2 separate regions of the Canis lupus genome follow, and region 1 is linked to region 2. Evidence: chromatin contacts called from public Hi-C data. All regions are on one chromosome and are shown on one strand. The core of a region is the stretch at or near the end of the contact, and the rest is flanking DNA. Distances in the headings are between cores, read along the strand shown. Region 1 holds the start of JUN (transcription factor AP-1). Region 2 holds the start of FGGY (FGGY carbohydrate kinase domain-containing protein).

What was found. Hi-C and Micro-C count contacts between places; a contact is called where the count stands out from the background.
Region 1: a Hi-C map of blood shows a contact between it and region 2, with 5 times the contacts expected there. The contact joins the promoter of JUN here to the promoter of FGGY in region 2. A contact is called at or near these places in 2 of 9 Hi-C or Micro-C datasets (both in blood).

The regions. Positions count from the first base shown.
Region 1 is chr5:51,325,429-51,328,388 of UU_Cfam_GSD_1.0, forward strand. JUN (transcription factor AP-1) reads left to right here and starts at 1,552. Exons shown (of 1, transcript XM_038537394.1): 1 at 1,552-2,883. The coding sequence starts at 1,768. The coding sequence ends at 2,793. It overlaps LOC102155586 (a long non-coding RNA gene), which reads right to left and starts at 469. Exons shown (of 3, transcript XR_005359703.1): 1 at 381-469.
Region 2 is chr5:50,882,165-50,884,974 of UU_Cfam_GSD_1.0, forward strand. It overlaps FGGY (FGGY carbohydrate kinase domain-containing protein), which reads right to left and starts at 1,370. Exons shown (of 16, transcript XM_038537374.1): 1 at 1,270-1,370. LOC111096114 (a long non-coding RNA gene) reads left to right here and starts at 1,554. Exons shown (of 3, transcript XR_005358899.1): 1 at 1,554-1,698; 2 at 1,956-2,192.

The DNA.
Region 1 (2,960 bases), core at 302-2,801, 440 kb after region 2:
GCGCGGACCGAGCTGGGCACCCAGTCTGGAGCAGTGCAGGCCCCTGGGCGGCCGGCGCCGCGGGACAGCAGCGCGGGCGGCCGCTGGTGAACTTGACCGGGACACAAACTTCGCGGCGTCCTCAACGGGGGGCGGGAGGGGGCGCGCTCGCGAGACCGGCCCCAAACGGACGCCCGCTTTCCCCGGCCCGCACAGGGGACTTAAGGGAGCCACCTTAAGGGCGGTGCTCCCGCCCCCCGGAAGTGCGGGGGGGGGGCGGGGGACGCCGGCCCGGAGCTCGGCCTGCAGCCGCGGCAGGCGGCGCGGCGCCCGCGGAGGACCTCGAGCGCCCCGAGTGGTGCACCCCTCCCCGCACCCCGCGCGCCCTCGGCCCCGGGCACCTGGCCGGGTCCCCGCGCCTTCCCGCCAGCGCCCTGAACTGGAGCCCGCCCGGGCCGCGGGAGCCCGCGTCCGCCCGCGTCCGCCCGCGTCCGCCCGGCTCGCGGCAGCCGCCGTCACCCGACAGTCAAATCCCAAGACGTCAGCCCACAATGCACCGGGCGGGCCGGGAAAGACGCGCGGCGGAGGAGACGGGGGCAGAGCCGGGCGCGAGCCGCGCGGGAGGGGGAGGGGGGAGGGGGAGGGGGAGGGGGAGGGGGAGGAGGAGAAAGAAGGGCCCAACTGTAGGAGGGCAGCGGAGCATTACCTCATCCCGTGAGCCTCCGCGGGGCCGGAGAAGAATCTTCTAGGGTGGGGTCTCCATGGCGACGGGCGGGCCCGCCCCCTGGAGAGCGACGCGAGCCAATGGGAAGGCCTTGGGGTGACATCATGGGCTATTTTTAGGGGTTGACTGGTAGCAGATAAGTGTTGAGCTCCGGCTGGATAAGGGCTCAGAGTTGCACTGAGTGTGGCCGAGGCGGCGAGGTGGGAGTGGAGGAGCGCGGACTCGGGGAGGCGGGCGGCCGCGGGCAGGCGAGACGGCCGGAGAGTCCGGGCTGCAAAATCCGCTTTCCGTTTTGCATTTTCCTCGCCGACTGGCCGGAGCTAGCGCCTGTGGCTCCCGGGCTGGTGTTTCGGGGAGCGCCCGGAGAACCCCCTTCTCCAGCCGCCCCCGGGAGGAGAGCCCCGCCGCCCGGGAGCCGTGACAGCGCGGAGAGCGGCGACAGGTCCGTCCGCGCAAGTGCAGAGAGTGGCTGCGGCGGCTCAGAACTTTCCTGGCCGGGAGCACAGGGGACGAGTGGCCCGGGTCCCGGAGCGAACTTTTGCAAAGCTCTGCCGCGCCTGAGGCTGCGGCGGCTGCGGCGGCGGCGGCGGCGGCGGCGGCGGCGGCCGGGACGAGAGAGGCGGCGGCGGAGCGAGGAGACCGCGGAGGGACGTGCGCTCGGCGCCCCTCGCCCCGGTGGCTGAACTTGGGCGAGCGCGAGCCGCGGCTGCCCGGCGCCCCCTCCCCCTGTCGCCGCGGGGGCGGGCCCGCGGGCCCCCGGGAGCCGCCGCGCCCCGAGAGCGCCCCGAGCGCGCCCCGTGGGTGACCGCGACTTTTCCCCGAGGCGGGCAGCGCGCGCGCCAGCTGACCCAGGAGGAGCGCGGCGGCGGCCGGAGCCGGTGAGCGGGGCGCGGGGGGAGGACCGCCGGCGGGAGCGCGCGCCCCTCCAGAAACTTTCCTCTAGCCCAGGGCCGCCCCCCCCACCCGGGAGGCGCGGGGGTCCCCCGCTCGCCAGCGCGCTGTTGCGGCCCCGAAACTTCTGCGCGCAGCCCAAAGTAACCCCGCGCGAAGTGACGGACTGTTCTATGACTGCAAAGATGGAAACGACCTTCTACGACGATGCCCTCAACGCCTCGTTCCTGCAGTCCGAGAGCGGCGCCTACGGCTACAGTAACCCCAAGATCCTGAAGCAGAGCATGACCCTGAACCTGGCCGACCCGGTGGGCAGCCTGAAGCCGCACCTCCGGGCCAAGAACTCGGACCTGCTCACCTCGCCCGACGTGGGGCTGCTCAAGCTGGCCTCGCCCGAGCTGGAGCGCCTGATCATCCAGTCCAGCAACGGGCACATCACCACCACGCCGACCCCCACGCAGTTCCTGTGCCCCAAGAACGTGACGGACGAGCAGGAGGGCTTCGCCGAGGGCTTCGTGCGCGCCCTGGCCGAGCTGCACAGCCAGAACACGCTGCCCAGCGTCACGTCGGCGGCGCAGCCGGTCAGCGGCGCGGGCATGGTGGCCCCGGCGGTGGCCTCCGCGGCGGGCGGCGGCGGCGGCGGCGGCGGCTTCAGCGCGGGCCTGCACAGCGAGCCGCCGGTCTACGCCAACCTCAGCAACTTCAACCCGGGCGCGCTGAGCAGCGGCGGCGGGGCGCCCTCCTACGGCGCGGCCGGCCTGGCCTTTCCCGCGCAGCCCCAGCAGCAGCAGCAGCCGCAGCAGCCGCAGCAGCCCCCGCAAGCGCCGCACCACCTGCCCCAGCAGCTCCCCGTGCAGCACCCGCGCCTGCAGGCCCTGAAGGAGGAGCCGCAGACGGTGCCCGAGATGCCCGGGGAGACGCCGCCCCTGTCCCCCATCGACATGGAGTCGCAAGAGAGGATCAAGGCCGAGAGGAAGCGCATGAGGAACCGCATAGCTGCCTCCAAGTGCCGGAAAAGGAAGCTGGAGAGGATCGCCCGGCTGGAGGAAAAAGTGAAAACCTTGAAAGCGCAGAACTCGGAGCTGGCGTCCACGGCCAACATGCTCAGGGAACAGGTGGCACAGCTTAAACAGAAAGTCATGAATCACGTTAACAGTGGGTGCCAGCTCATGCTAACGCAGCAGTTGCAAACGTTTTGAGGACAGACTGTCGGGGGCTTGAGGGGCAACCGAGAGAGAGGAGAGAGAGAGAGAGAGAGAGGAGAAAAAAAAAAACCACACACACACACAGAGAGCGAGAGCGAGAGAACTTGAGAACTTGACAAGTTGCAAGAGAGAGCGAGAGAGACAAGAAGTGTCCAAGGACT
Region 2 (2,810 bases), core at 120-2,619:
CCAAATCCACGAAGGGAGGCTCCCCGGCTCCCTTCCCCTCAAAATCAATCTCTAGGCCTTTCTCACCCTCTCTGGTCTGTTCCCCCATCATCCTTAATCAACAGTCCTCCTCAGCTGATCCCTCCAAGAGCCAGGCCAACCATCATCAGGTCAAGAGCCAGGCATACGGTCTCATGAACAGGAGACTCCCAGAAGACCAGGAGGTAGTCAGAAGGCTACAAGACCCAGCTGGCAACATAAAACGTGGAAAAAAAAAAAATCAGGATATACATTGGTGGATCATTAAAAAAAAAAAAAAAGGAGAAAAGCAAATAAAAAGCAAAACTGTACCATCTGTAGAATAGCCACAAACCTACAGAAGACGTGCCTTCTTTCTTACTGATCTGCAATTCGAAAGTGTAATCACTTCCTCCCTCCAGCTCTCCTATTTTAAAAATTAACCTAATGCTCTCCCATAGCTTGGTAATGACTAACCCTTTAATTTAGGGATGAAATTAGTTAGGACAGGAGAAGTGCTTTCGTGGAAAACAGCCAATGATTAGGGAAATTCACCATTTTGCATCTTGTCAATCCTTAAAAGAAGGGAAATGAATTAAAATGGAAAGATAACTCCTAGGCCTTCCCTACCCTGGAGAACTGCAACCAAACAGCATTATATACCATCTACCCTAAAATGCACCCCAACCATTATCACGTGCTGCTGAAAGCGTTTTAAAATTACAAGCAGCCCTGGCCTTTAGAAAACAAAACAAAACAAAACAAAACAAAACAAACCCCCCCCAAAAAAAAAAACAAAAAAAAAAAAAAAAAGAAAAACCTCTTAGGTAGCAAGATTTTTATTAAAAACTCAAATCTGCCTGGGGGAAAAAAAATATCTTAAAATAAGGGTCCGGAGGGAGGAAAGTGGAGTGAACACAGGGAACTGGTCAGGGCCGGAGGGGACCCGGGTCATGCAGCCTCCGGGGATGCAGTCAAGGTCGACCCTTCCCTAGAGCGGCCACACGCCTCACCCGGGAGAGGACACCAGGAACTCTACAGCGTCCCGGGAGCCGAGGCCCGGCTGGCACGACACTTAGGCGGCTGGAGGAGGAGGAGGAGGAGGAGGAGGAAGAGGAGGAGGAGGAAGAGGAGCAAGAGGCGGCGACTGCGGGAACCCGGAGGGGGGCTGGGGCCGCGTGCGCGCTTGGGTTGGAGACCGTAGGCGCCGCGAGCCTGCGCTTCTGCAAAAGCCCCTGCTGCACACGTGGGACTGGGAGGAGGGTCACTTACTTGTCCAATCTGAAATTACATTTTAGCTAGCGGGGCTCTGCAGGTGGCCGCGCCGAGCTGCACCGAGCGGGGCAGGGCGGTCCCCGGGGGCGGGGGCGGGGCCGGGGGCGGGGCCGGGGGCGGGGCAGGCGGCGGCTGAGCCCCGCCCCCGCCGGGCGCGGCCCCTGTAAAGCGCGCCCCGATTGGTCCTTTGAACCGCGCCAGGGATTGGCCCGCGCGCCCGCCCCGCCTCCCGCGGCCCCTCCCCCCGCCTCTGCCGGCTGGGGGCGTGGCAGGCAGCCTCGCCGCGGCTCCTCCCGGCTCTTGGACTTTTAAAGGCGCAGAGCTCACCCGCCCTAACTCTCCGCAACGACCTGTGTTGCACGCGTGTCTCGTGTGTATCCTACAACCACTTCTCGTACTAAAGGCCGGGACTGTTTGTAGGCGGATGTGATTAACAACAATATTGGTATTTACTGAATGCTTAATTTGTGCCAGGTCTTGTTTCTGATACTTTACATGAATTTATCCATCTAATCCTGGGGTCAGCCCTCTGAAGTGGTGTGACAGTCCTCAAACCTACAAAGCAGATAGTACCTGCCTTTGCGCCGGTTACAATCTGGGGGCCGTGGACACACACACACACCCCTATTTAATCCTCGGGACGCTTGCCTTTCCAACAAGCTAGGTACTATCCCTTTTTACAGATGCGAAGAGTCAGAAACGTTTTTAGCTTGTTCTGAAACACACAGGGAGCTACCAGGGAACCGGAGGGAGTGTTCCAACCTGGTTTACAATCTGAGTTGTTTCCTGGGCTGTGATGGGACTGCGATTTGGAAGGTGGTTTAGCAAGTCAATGAATCCAGAGCCTTTGCTTTCCTAGAAAAGTAAACTGAGGCCCAGTAGAAGGAAGCGAGTTTCCAAGGACACAGCAGATATAAGAGGTAAGCCTAGGTCATAGCAGTGATCTCCCTGGACTGACCTATTTGCCATGTGCATTGCAGTCACTGCTGTCCTTACAACAACCCCAAAAATCAACAGATGCTCTTATTTTTGTCTTACAAGCCAGGATACTGAGTCAGTGAGGCTGAGGCCATACGATTAGCTACAACGGGTAGGGGTCCTGTTTGGGGGTCATTTTCTTTCTTCTACATCAGGATTGCTCCCTTTTCATTTCCAACAAATATCCAAAGATATATAACCATGGACTCTTTGGGAAGATAGGAGGTACTGGGATCTGATTACTTAGCACCTGGCTGGTTTCTAGTGTACAATAGGAATAATAATATTAAGACCTGTTCATCTTAACCTTTTTAGAGTACTGTGAAGAGCAAATAAGGTAATAGTTACAGAAACACTTTGTAAAGTGTTAGATGCTGAATACATATAACAAGTGGCTTCTAGATCTTCCCCAGTGTACCCCAGGAATAGAATACGTGAAATGCATTTGTTGCCTCATGAGCTATAGCAGGAGGTCTCATTAGGCTTGAATTAATGTGGATTTGTTGTCCAGACTTTATGTATGTCTCTGTTTCTAGGCTTTTTGTATTTGATTTTTGTAT